Linked DNA regions of Gossypium arboreum: all the other regions are linked to region 3. The links are chromatin contacts, called in public Hi-C maps. All regions are on one chromosome and are shown on one strand. The core of a region is the stretch at or near the end of the contact, and the rest is flanking DNA. Distances in the headings are between cores, read along the strand shown. Region 1 holds the start of LOC108477233. Region 2 holds the start of LOC108476604 (protein SLOW GREEN 1, chloroplastic). Region 3 holds the start of LOC108479385 (pre-mRNA-processing protein 40C).

The links. A called contact is a pair of places that touch in the nucleus more often than the background predicts.
Region 1: a Hi-C map of leaf shows a contact between it and region 3, with 4 times the contacts expected there. The contact joins the promoter of LOC108477233 here to the promoter of LOC108479385 in region 3. A contact is called at or near these places in 2 of 5 Hi-C or Micro-C datasets (both in leaf).
Region 2: a Hi-C map of leaf shows a contact between it and region 3, with 1.8 times the contacts expected there. The contact joins the promoter of LOC108476604 here to the promoter of LOC108479385 in region 3. A contact is called at or near these places in 2 of 5 Hi-C or Micro-C datasets (both in leaf).

Annotation. Positions count from the first base shown.
Region 1 is chr1:41,822,149-41,825,373 of ASM2569848v2, reverse strand. LOC108477233 reads left to right here and starts at 1,723. Exons shown (of 9, transcript XM_017779724.2): 1 at 1,723-1,861; 2 at 2,061-2,271; 3 at 2,364-2,490; 4 at 2,906-3,225. The coding sequence starts at 2,110.
Region 2 is chr1:41,907,383-41,910,409 of ASM2569848v2, reverse strand. LOC108476604 (protein SLOW GREEN 1, chloroplastic) reads right to left here and starts at 1,672. Exons shown (of 1, transcript XM_017778864.2): 1 at 341-1,672. The coding sequence starts at 1,543. The coding sequence ends at 554.
Region 3 is chr1:41,422,719-41,425,836 of ASM2569848v2, reverse strand. LOC108479385 (pre-mRNA-processing protein 40C) reads left to right here and starts at 1,290. Exons shown (of 15, transcript XM_053028546.1): 1 at 1,290-1,675; 2 at 1,886-2,049; 3 at 2,866-3,118. The coding sequence starts at 1,939.

The DNA.
Region 1 (3,225 bases), core at 474-2,973, 400 kb before region 3:
ATCAATTTTTACATTTTAAATCCCTATTAACTTGACTCGGAATCAAACGGATACATGGATCCAATTAACGTACCAATTTGGCACCCAATGCCTTATTAGACAATTCTGGAGTAAATAGTTTGCATCCAGCGCTCATCGATATAACCGAAGTAAAATTTGTACCAAGTACTCATCGACACGTAGCCGAAGTCATTTCTACTCAAACTATCCTATGACACGCCAACTATATCTGACTCTGCCTGAACAGTTAATAGGGTAACCAATAATCTAATTTCATTATAAGTTTGATTCCCATTCTATTGATATCAATATTATCAATTAATCAATCAATATATCATTTCCTACATAGCATAACATGAATCATCTCAATTCCAAGCCAATTTCACAATTTCACTAAGTTATACTATTTTCAATTTTATTCAATTTAATCATCTATCTCGAAAATCAGTCAAATCCATATCAATATGATTCATTCAATCATAATCAACTATAAATTCATTAGATATCTCAAATTGCAATTCACGATATTCAATTTATCAAGAATTTATCATTTCTTTACGATTTAGTCCATATCTTATCTTTTGTATCAAGTTGTAAACAATTCAAATTACCGTCAAACATACACAAATTTATAATTCAAATATATAACAATTTAAATACAAACATACTATATAAACTTACTTGACAAAATTAGCAATTAAGTTGAAACTTTAAGGACTAATTTTATTTTTTCCTGATTAGTTTCTTATTTGATCCAATTTCCAATCTATCCAATTTTGTAACCGAATATGAAACATGTCTTTGAGTTTTCTCTCCTCCAAGATTCTGCAAGAAAGAAGATGAAAATAAATATGATAACTTTATCCTTTTAATTTGTCTTTTATAGTTAGATTAATGATTAATTAACCTTATTTTAATTAATTAAACATAATTAACTTAACTAATCAAGCCATTAACATTATATAGTGGATTCTTCTACCACTTTCCACTATCAAATATAAATAAAAGGTCCAATTGCTCATTTGGTCCTTTAGCAATTTAAAAATCATTAACAATTGAACTTTTTCAATTTTTACGATTTAGCCCTTATAACTTAATTAATTATTCATTCATCAAAATCAAGGGACTAAATTTTAATTAACTTTTATGCTAACATTACAAATATTAAATAAAAATATTTACAGACTCAATCATCGAAAATAAAATTTTACAACAGTCATTTTCGACACTACTAAAAATTGAATTGTTACAACTCATGCACCAAAAGAATGCTATTCTAATCTCAACCTTGAACAACTTGGGACTCTCGGCACTAAAATGTAAATTACCTCCAGTAACATTTATATATACTATATTATGACATACCTATTATATAGATGAAAATATTAACGTAACAATTTTATAAGCAATTTGATAGCTAAATATGACTTGAATTGAAATAGTAAGATTAAATTAGTAAAAGTCATGATAATTTAGATTCAGTTTTTGTTATTTTCATTTTTATTATGTATATATATTTTTAAAGTTTATCAAATTACAAAAGATATAAATACTTTTAAAAATATATATTTTTTATAAAAAACTTTTAATAATTTTTAATTAATTGATTAGTGATATCAATCTAATTATTTATTTATATGCGTTATAGAGTATCAATAAAACCATACTTTTTTAAAAAATAAATAAATTTTAAAAATTGATGGAAAATAAGAAAATAAGGACAACAGCGGCGCCGAGAGCAAAATAAACAAAGTAGCTTATGAAAAGGAGATAAATAAATAAAAAAAAAAGGAAAAAAAGAGTAAAACCCTAGTGGTTTGGGAAGAGGTGTGGAGAGAAAAGACCGAGGCTTGGGTTTCAGGTGTGGTTTCAGGCTTGGATTTTTTTGTTCTTCCCTTTTTCTTCTGTAAATAGCCGTTAAAAAAATAAAAAACCTTTGGCCCTTCCTCCTCTCCTTTCCCGCAATCCAACCAGAGAAAAGAAGAAAACCCTAAAGCTTGCTAGTTGATACCATCATGGCTTTTTCTCTAATAGTGTTTCTCTGTCTTTGCTTTTGGCAGCCTAAAACAACGAAGCGAAAGAAGAAAGTGTTGAATTAAAAATAAAAGGATGGGGAGTAGACTTCCAGTCCAGCACTATAGTAATTCCTTCATCCCCACCTCTCTTCACGACCTCAACACCGTTGATTCTCGACCTTCTGAAATCGACGCCGTTGATGCCACTGATGCTTTGGATCACCACGATCACGCCCATCCCGATTCCACTACTGTTGTCTGTATACTATCATTTCTTCTTCTTCTTTTTTTCCCTTTTTTATTAAAAAAAAATTTAATGATCTTTTTTTTTTTTAAATTTGGTACCAGGAGTGTTTGCATGAATCTTATAGAAATTCTTTGCCAATTCATGGCGTTGGAGCGGAGGAAGAAGATCGGTCTAGCTTAGACAATGCTGATTCTTCCAGAGGAGCTTTCAGTATTTTGACAATTGAAGGTATAGACAAATTTTGATTTAATTCTTTAGGCTTCAGTTGCTGCTTTTATTTATCTAGGTATTTCTTGATACTGTTCCACTTTTAATTTATTTTTTTCTGCTTCCTGAAAATTTTGCTTTAAATAGAATGCAATCGACTAAAATGCAGTACTAATTTTAACATAATTATTTTGTTCTTTATAAAAACAATTCTCTGAATTTTTCTCTTGAAAATAAGTTTTCATATTGTAATTCTTTAAGAGTATTTTTGGCTTTTCGAATCCGTATGCTAGTTTTGCTCTTTTTTTTTTCTTACGAAAAAAGTCAGTATTAAAAATAAAAAGCAAACTGTTTTAGACTTTGAAATTGGTTTTAAATTCTGTGAATAGAGATTGACTATTTTTTTTTCCAAAATTGGACTTTTTTTAAATCACAGATGTTTCACCTATTGAATCAGCAAGGGCCAGATTTTTGCAAATCATATTGGATAACTTTATTAATGACCATGTGATTGAAGTGGTTGATAACGAGTCACCTGTGGAATATAATGCTCAGTCAGGACAAGAGAAACTGAATAAGAGAAAGACAGGAGATATACAATATGAAGGCGATCCTAGGTTTGCTTTGCCCTTAATGTATGTTGCCAATTTGTATGAAACTTTAGTTAAAGATGTAAACTTGAGGATTGCTTCCTTGAATGGCATTCGTGATAAGACCATTGGGGTAGCGCTTGAAGCTGCTGGTGGATTGTACAGA
Region 2 (3,027 bases), core at 423-2,922, 480 kb before region 3:
CAGTGGCTGCATATAGCATACTTTTGCTTGATCTTTTATTAGTTGAAAGTTATGGTAGAACTTCTGGTATGACTTGAAATCAATAATCTGACTTGGGTTTAAAATGTACTTTTTGAACAGCAACCTCTCAGTAGATTCTCAATTTTATTGCCTTATACAAAAGCAAGAAACCTTTACTCTAATGCCATTATGTAAATAATCTATTATATAAAGCCTAAACAAATGACAATCATGCTAACGAACTGTTCCAATTAAAGAGACCAAAAAGCAAGAAATAATAGTAAAACCAAGCAACTTGAGAATATCATTGGAGCCTAAAACTGCCAAAACAACTAATTCCTTTAATAAAAAAAAGTTTCAAGTTTCATCTCTTTATTTCTGTTAAGTATGCTCTGACACTTGCATAGAAGTTCCAATATCACTTGGACCGTTTTCAACAAGGTTTTAAAGGCCTAAATGAAACACTACTGGAGAAGTTTTTAGAAAAAAGGGTAATACCCCCATGAACTGTATACCCACCTGAATGCCAGAAAATATGGGAAACCCCCAAAACTCAATTCTCCTCACTGGTCCCAAACAGTTTCATTCTCGATAAAGATGTCCTTAAGTATCCATCCACCTCAAACTTCTTTGGTGAAAGCTCCTTATACTTTGCGAACTGTTCTTTAGCTTCAGCATTCCTATCAAGCAAGCTATATATGATACCTTGACAAAAATACGGCCTAAAATCAGTTGGATCTTCTTTGGCCAATTCCTGGTAACTCATCAAAGATTCGTCCACGTTCTTTTGCAAGAACTGTATCTGCGCCATTATGAATCGAACATCCCTAGCTTCTTTGACTTTCTTCTCTTCTTGGGCCCTGGCTAAAGCCTCTTCTAACCTCCTGATCACGGCTTCGCCTTCCCCACAACGGTCCATCAATAACGCATTCTCGAACAAAGCTTCGAAAGAGAGCGGATTCGACTGAAGAATTTCCTCAAACACTTTACGTGCATTCTCCGTTTGACCCATTTCCCCCAACAGCCTCCCTAACAAGAATTTCCAATCAATAACATCTGGTTGTGCAGAAACCAATCGGTTCAAGATACTCAGCGCTTCTTCGTCTTCGCCGTTTTCGAGCTTCTGTTGCAAAAGCGACTGTAATGCCGCAATAGCTTCGTCATTAGATCCCAGAAACTCAGAAAACGGTGAAGTTTCTTTTGGGCTTTGGGTTTTCAGTTGTTCGTTTTCTTGAACTGCAGGTTCTTGTTCAGTCGTTGCCGGTAGAGAATCGGCTTTGGCAGGGAAGTTGGAGAATTTCCCGATCATCAAACTTGTGGCACCGACCAAAACAGCGGTTTTGGCAAATGATTGAAGCTTTTGGGAGAGGGATTGGCCATTGTTGTTAGGTTTAGAAACGGGAATGGCATCAAAATTTGCAGAAGAAGCCCTAAGCCTGAGGGGTTTGGGAAAAGGAAAAGTGAGGAATGAAGGGGAAGAAAGTGGTTTCAAGGGAAGAAAAGAGAGGGATGGTGATGATAACGTGGCCAGTGTGGGATTCATGGCTTGAGATTATTTAGGGTTCTTGTATTTCAAAGATGGAAGAAAACAAGGTAAGTAGGCAGGAGAATGGTGTGATGTAAAGAAAAGAGGGTATTTGTAGTGGGAGAGTTACGCCTTAATTAGTTAAATAATTTAGTTACCCATTTGAATTTCAATTACTTAAAAGTTTAGAGTTAAGTGAGAAAGTAACAGAATTTGTTAAAAGTTTTTGAGAGGGCTCGAATCTCTTCACCCACTTTTATAAATTAGATTTAACTCCGCTTTTCTTTTGTGTTTTTATCAATTACATGATACGGTTTTTTACCTCAATATTATAAAAAAATTATATACTAAAATAGGTTGTCGGTCGATTAATTACAAAATGGTATATTTTTTGGGTCGTCACCTACTGACAGCAGTACCTATTATTTTATTATTTTTTGTTTTACAAAATTATTATTATATTATTTTAATATTTATATTAATATATGAATAAAATACGGGTTTTATACGGATAAAAATAAAAGCAATTGAAGCACTGTCGGTAAGCACGACTAGTCGTGCCTAACAGGCACACAACACCTACACATTTCCTTTTCTTTATTTGCATTTTACAAAAATTGGTCTTATATCACTTTTGGTCCTCTACTAGGCCTAAAATTAAAATTCAATCTTTATACTTGAATTTCTATAATAATATTTGGTCCTATTTTTATAATTTTTTCCAAATAATTAATATTGTTAATTACTCTGTTAAAGTTTTTAACGTGTTTTTTAAACAAAATATTAATTTAACAAAACAATAATATGTTAAGTCGTAATAAGTTTTAAATAATAAAATTTCTAACAAAATGTATTTCAACTTAACATATCATTGTTTTGTTAAACTAATATTTTATTTAAAAAACACGCCAAAATTTTATCGAGTAATTAACAAAAATTTTAATACAATTTTGTTAGAAATTTTATTATTTAAAACTTATTCCAACTTAACATATCATTGTTTTGTTAAACTAAGTAAAAATTTTATAGAGTAATTAACAAAAATTTAATACAATTTTGTTTGAAATTTTATTATTTAAAACTTATTCTAACTTAACATATCATTATTTTGTTAAACTAATTTTTGTTTAAAAACACATCAAAATTTTATCGAATAATTAACAATGTTAATTATTTGGAAAAAATTATAAAAATAGAACCAAATATTATTGTAGATATTCAAGTATAAAGATTGAATTTTAATTTTAGGCCTAGTAGAGGGACCAAAAGTGATATAAGACCAATTTTTGTAAAATGTAAAGAAAGAAAAGGAAAATGTGCAGGTGTTGTGCCTACGTCAGTACGACTAGTCGTGCCTTCACCGACAGCTTGACCTGTTTTGGGTATTTTTATCCGTAAAACCCGTATTTTTATCTATATATTAATATAAATATTAAAAATAATATAATAATAATTTTTAAAACAAAAAAGAAATTTAATAATAAAATAATGGGTTGTGCCTG
Region 3 (3,118 bases), core at 41-2,540:
ATTTGGTCCTTAATGTTACACAGCTAACAAATAAGCTTAATTCACTTTGCAATTTAGTCCTTTTCATAATCTAAGCTCAATATCTATCAATTTCAAGCCTAATTCGTCAATTTATCAACACTGGCAACTTGATAAAACTTTAATAATTAATCAAATTGATACATAGGCTAGCTAAATCAAGCTCATGATCATAAATCTATAAAAATTACAATAAAAATGTTTGATTTTCATACTAACCTAGTAGCTGATGTTGAAAAACCCAAAAATGGTTTTTCTCCCTTTTGTTCCAATAAAGGATAGTGGCAAATGGAGGAGACATGAAGATGTTTTCATCTCTTTTCCCACTCACCAACATATATATACATTAATTAAGACCTAATTAATCCAATTTTTTTAAATTAACTAAGCTTAATCATGTTGATCTTACTCTTAACTAATATAAGTGGCCAACATCATCAATGTCCACTATCTCATAATAGGAAATGGTTTAATAACCATTTTAGCTATTTGATTAATTGCTATCTAGGTCCTCTAGCCTTTTCTCAATTAAAATTCAATAGTGATTGGACTTTTATAATTTAGTCCTTGAGCTTTAATTAATTATTCTATCAGTTAATTACTTAACCATTCTTTATTATATTCTCGTATTTACTCTGTAAATATTTCTATTTTATATTTACAAACTCGATTTACGGAAATGAGATTTTAAAATCGTATTTTTCGGTACCACTAAAAATCAGATTGTTACATAAGAATCTCTTTGTCTCAAGACATCGAAACATCAAAGCTATGGATCTAAGACAGGGAAGTTATTCTCGAGAGATAAGAGACCAATTCTCGAGACATTCCAACATTGAGACAAAAATGAAAATCATCATGTCTCAAGACATGAAGGCCATGTATCGAAATACTTAGCTGAATTTTGATCTTTGAGTTTAGATTCGAGTCTTGACTCCGTTTTTTACCCCAAGCAATTTTGAGACATATTAAATGAAGTTGATAGACATCTATAATGTATATAAATTATTGTGAATGATGATTGATTTGGATTATATGATAACTAGATGCTAAACTTTATGAAATTACATGGAGTTAATCAAAGTTACTTCAATAACCTGATGTGACGTGTCACACTCGAATTTAACAACCGAATCGAGTATAGGGTGTCTCATAGAGTTTCTAATTATTATTATTTATTTGTGATTATTAATATTTTTATGAATCATTTAAAATTTTTATTTTTTCGTAGTTAATTCAACTCGTTGAACCAATTTAATAAAAATCAAATCGATTGAGTATCGTCCTTTATTTTACTGTATAAAACTTGTTCTCTCCGGATTGAATGTTCCCAAGTGGACGGGGAAGAAGTCTACCTTTCTATTGGTAATAACGTAAAATTTCTCCAGTAGAAATGGGAAGGGTGAAGTCTTGAACCATAAAAATACAACGGTGACTCGGTGACTAGTATTTTGTTATATTATTTTTTAACTCTTATTTCGTTTTCCCTTTGTTCGGTCCCAGAAGCCCAAAGCCCCAAAGCCCCAAACCCTAACCCTAATCTCTGCCTAATAATCTCCTTCGACCTTGACAGGCACCATTGTCCCCCTTCCTCTTTGTTTTCGCTACCAATACCCTATCGAATGAAGCTTTCTCGGTAGTCTCAGAATCCTGTCAAGTAAGTCCTTTCCCTGAAACATATTTTCCCTATTTTATTTTATTTTATTTTGATTAATGTTCAAACTTTTTGTTCCCAAGGAAAACGATATGGTGAAGAATCACGTAGTTTGATGTTTCCGATTTCTTGATTGGCTGTTTATAGAGTTCGATTTTATTTTTTAATGCATTTTTACGCTGTTCGATCCTGTTCCTCTTGTTCATCCTTCAGGTATCTTTGCTAGGACCATCGTTCAAATTCTTCCTAGAGCGTTTTCACCAATAATGCAGCCTCCTTTGCCAGTCCCGCAAGGAGCCTTGTCGAGTTCCGCAAGTTTTTCTTTTACTCCAAATCCTCAGTTGGTTCAGAATGCTCAAATTCAACCTTCTAAATCTGTAAGACAATTATAAAAATACTGAATTCTAATTTCGTTTCGTTGTATTCGGCTTAAATTTTCGAAAATTGCCGTGCTCATTAATTTTTGGCGTCAAGCTATACAATTTTGTGAGTTAATTGGACTTCCAGTTAAGTGTAGATGGTTTGTAGCGATTGTTTTACTAAGCTTTCTGGAGCCAAGATTAATTTTGTTTTTGCGGAGGAGTGGCAAAGTTATGCATGAAATAATATAAAACAGAGATTTTAATTCTAAAAGATTGACAAATTTGAAGGGGAAGGAGTTGAGGGGGGCGTACTTTGAATTTGGCGGAGAACTTGACATATATAAGAATTTGAGAGATTTTATGCCTGGGTAAGGAAGGTGGGTTGTGTATTTGTTTCAAGTTTTTGTTTTTAGAAATGTTCTTGAGCAGCTGTTTGCACAGCAATTATAACATCCTTAAAAATGAATATGTGGACTATGTTGCAACACAAGAGTCTATCCAGGATAGATCTACAAAATCATCTGTTTTGGTGACTTTAATTAAACAGTATGCCTCAATTTTAGCGTCCGTTGTGATCAAATCTCATCGAGTGGATTATGAATGCAGTATTTTCCATACTTTATAGTAATTCATTAACTCCCTAACAAGGTTCCTGTCGAGCATTTGTAATTCTGTGCAGTCTCCTTCAATCCCATTCTCAATTTAGTTCTCTACTGCTTGCAAAATGATGTCCAGCATTTGCTTATGCATCTGCGAATTGGTTCTGTTATGGAGCTGTTTGTACGCCATTGTCTTACAATTTGAAGTGTTGAACCTTTTTGCTCTTTTCAGGATACACTAGCTACTGGTACACAAGCGATGACTGCATCATCTCCATCCACTGTTTCTCAGTCTGGGCCATTGCCTGTTCATAGCTCTTCAGAATTTACAATGAATGCATCTACTACTCCCAGTTTTGCCCCTGTAACTTCAAGGATCCCCACAACTCCTCCTTTTCCTATGTCTAGCGGATCTTCTGGAACTTCAGGGACACCTGGACACCCTGGATCAGTACCATCTATTCAGATGATTACTGCTTCTGCTG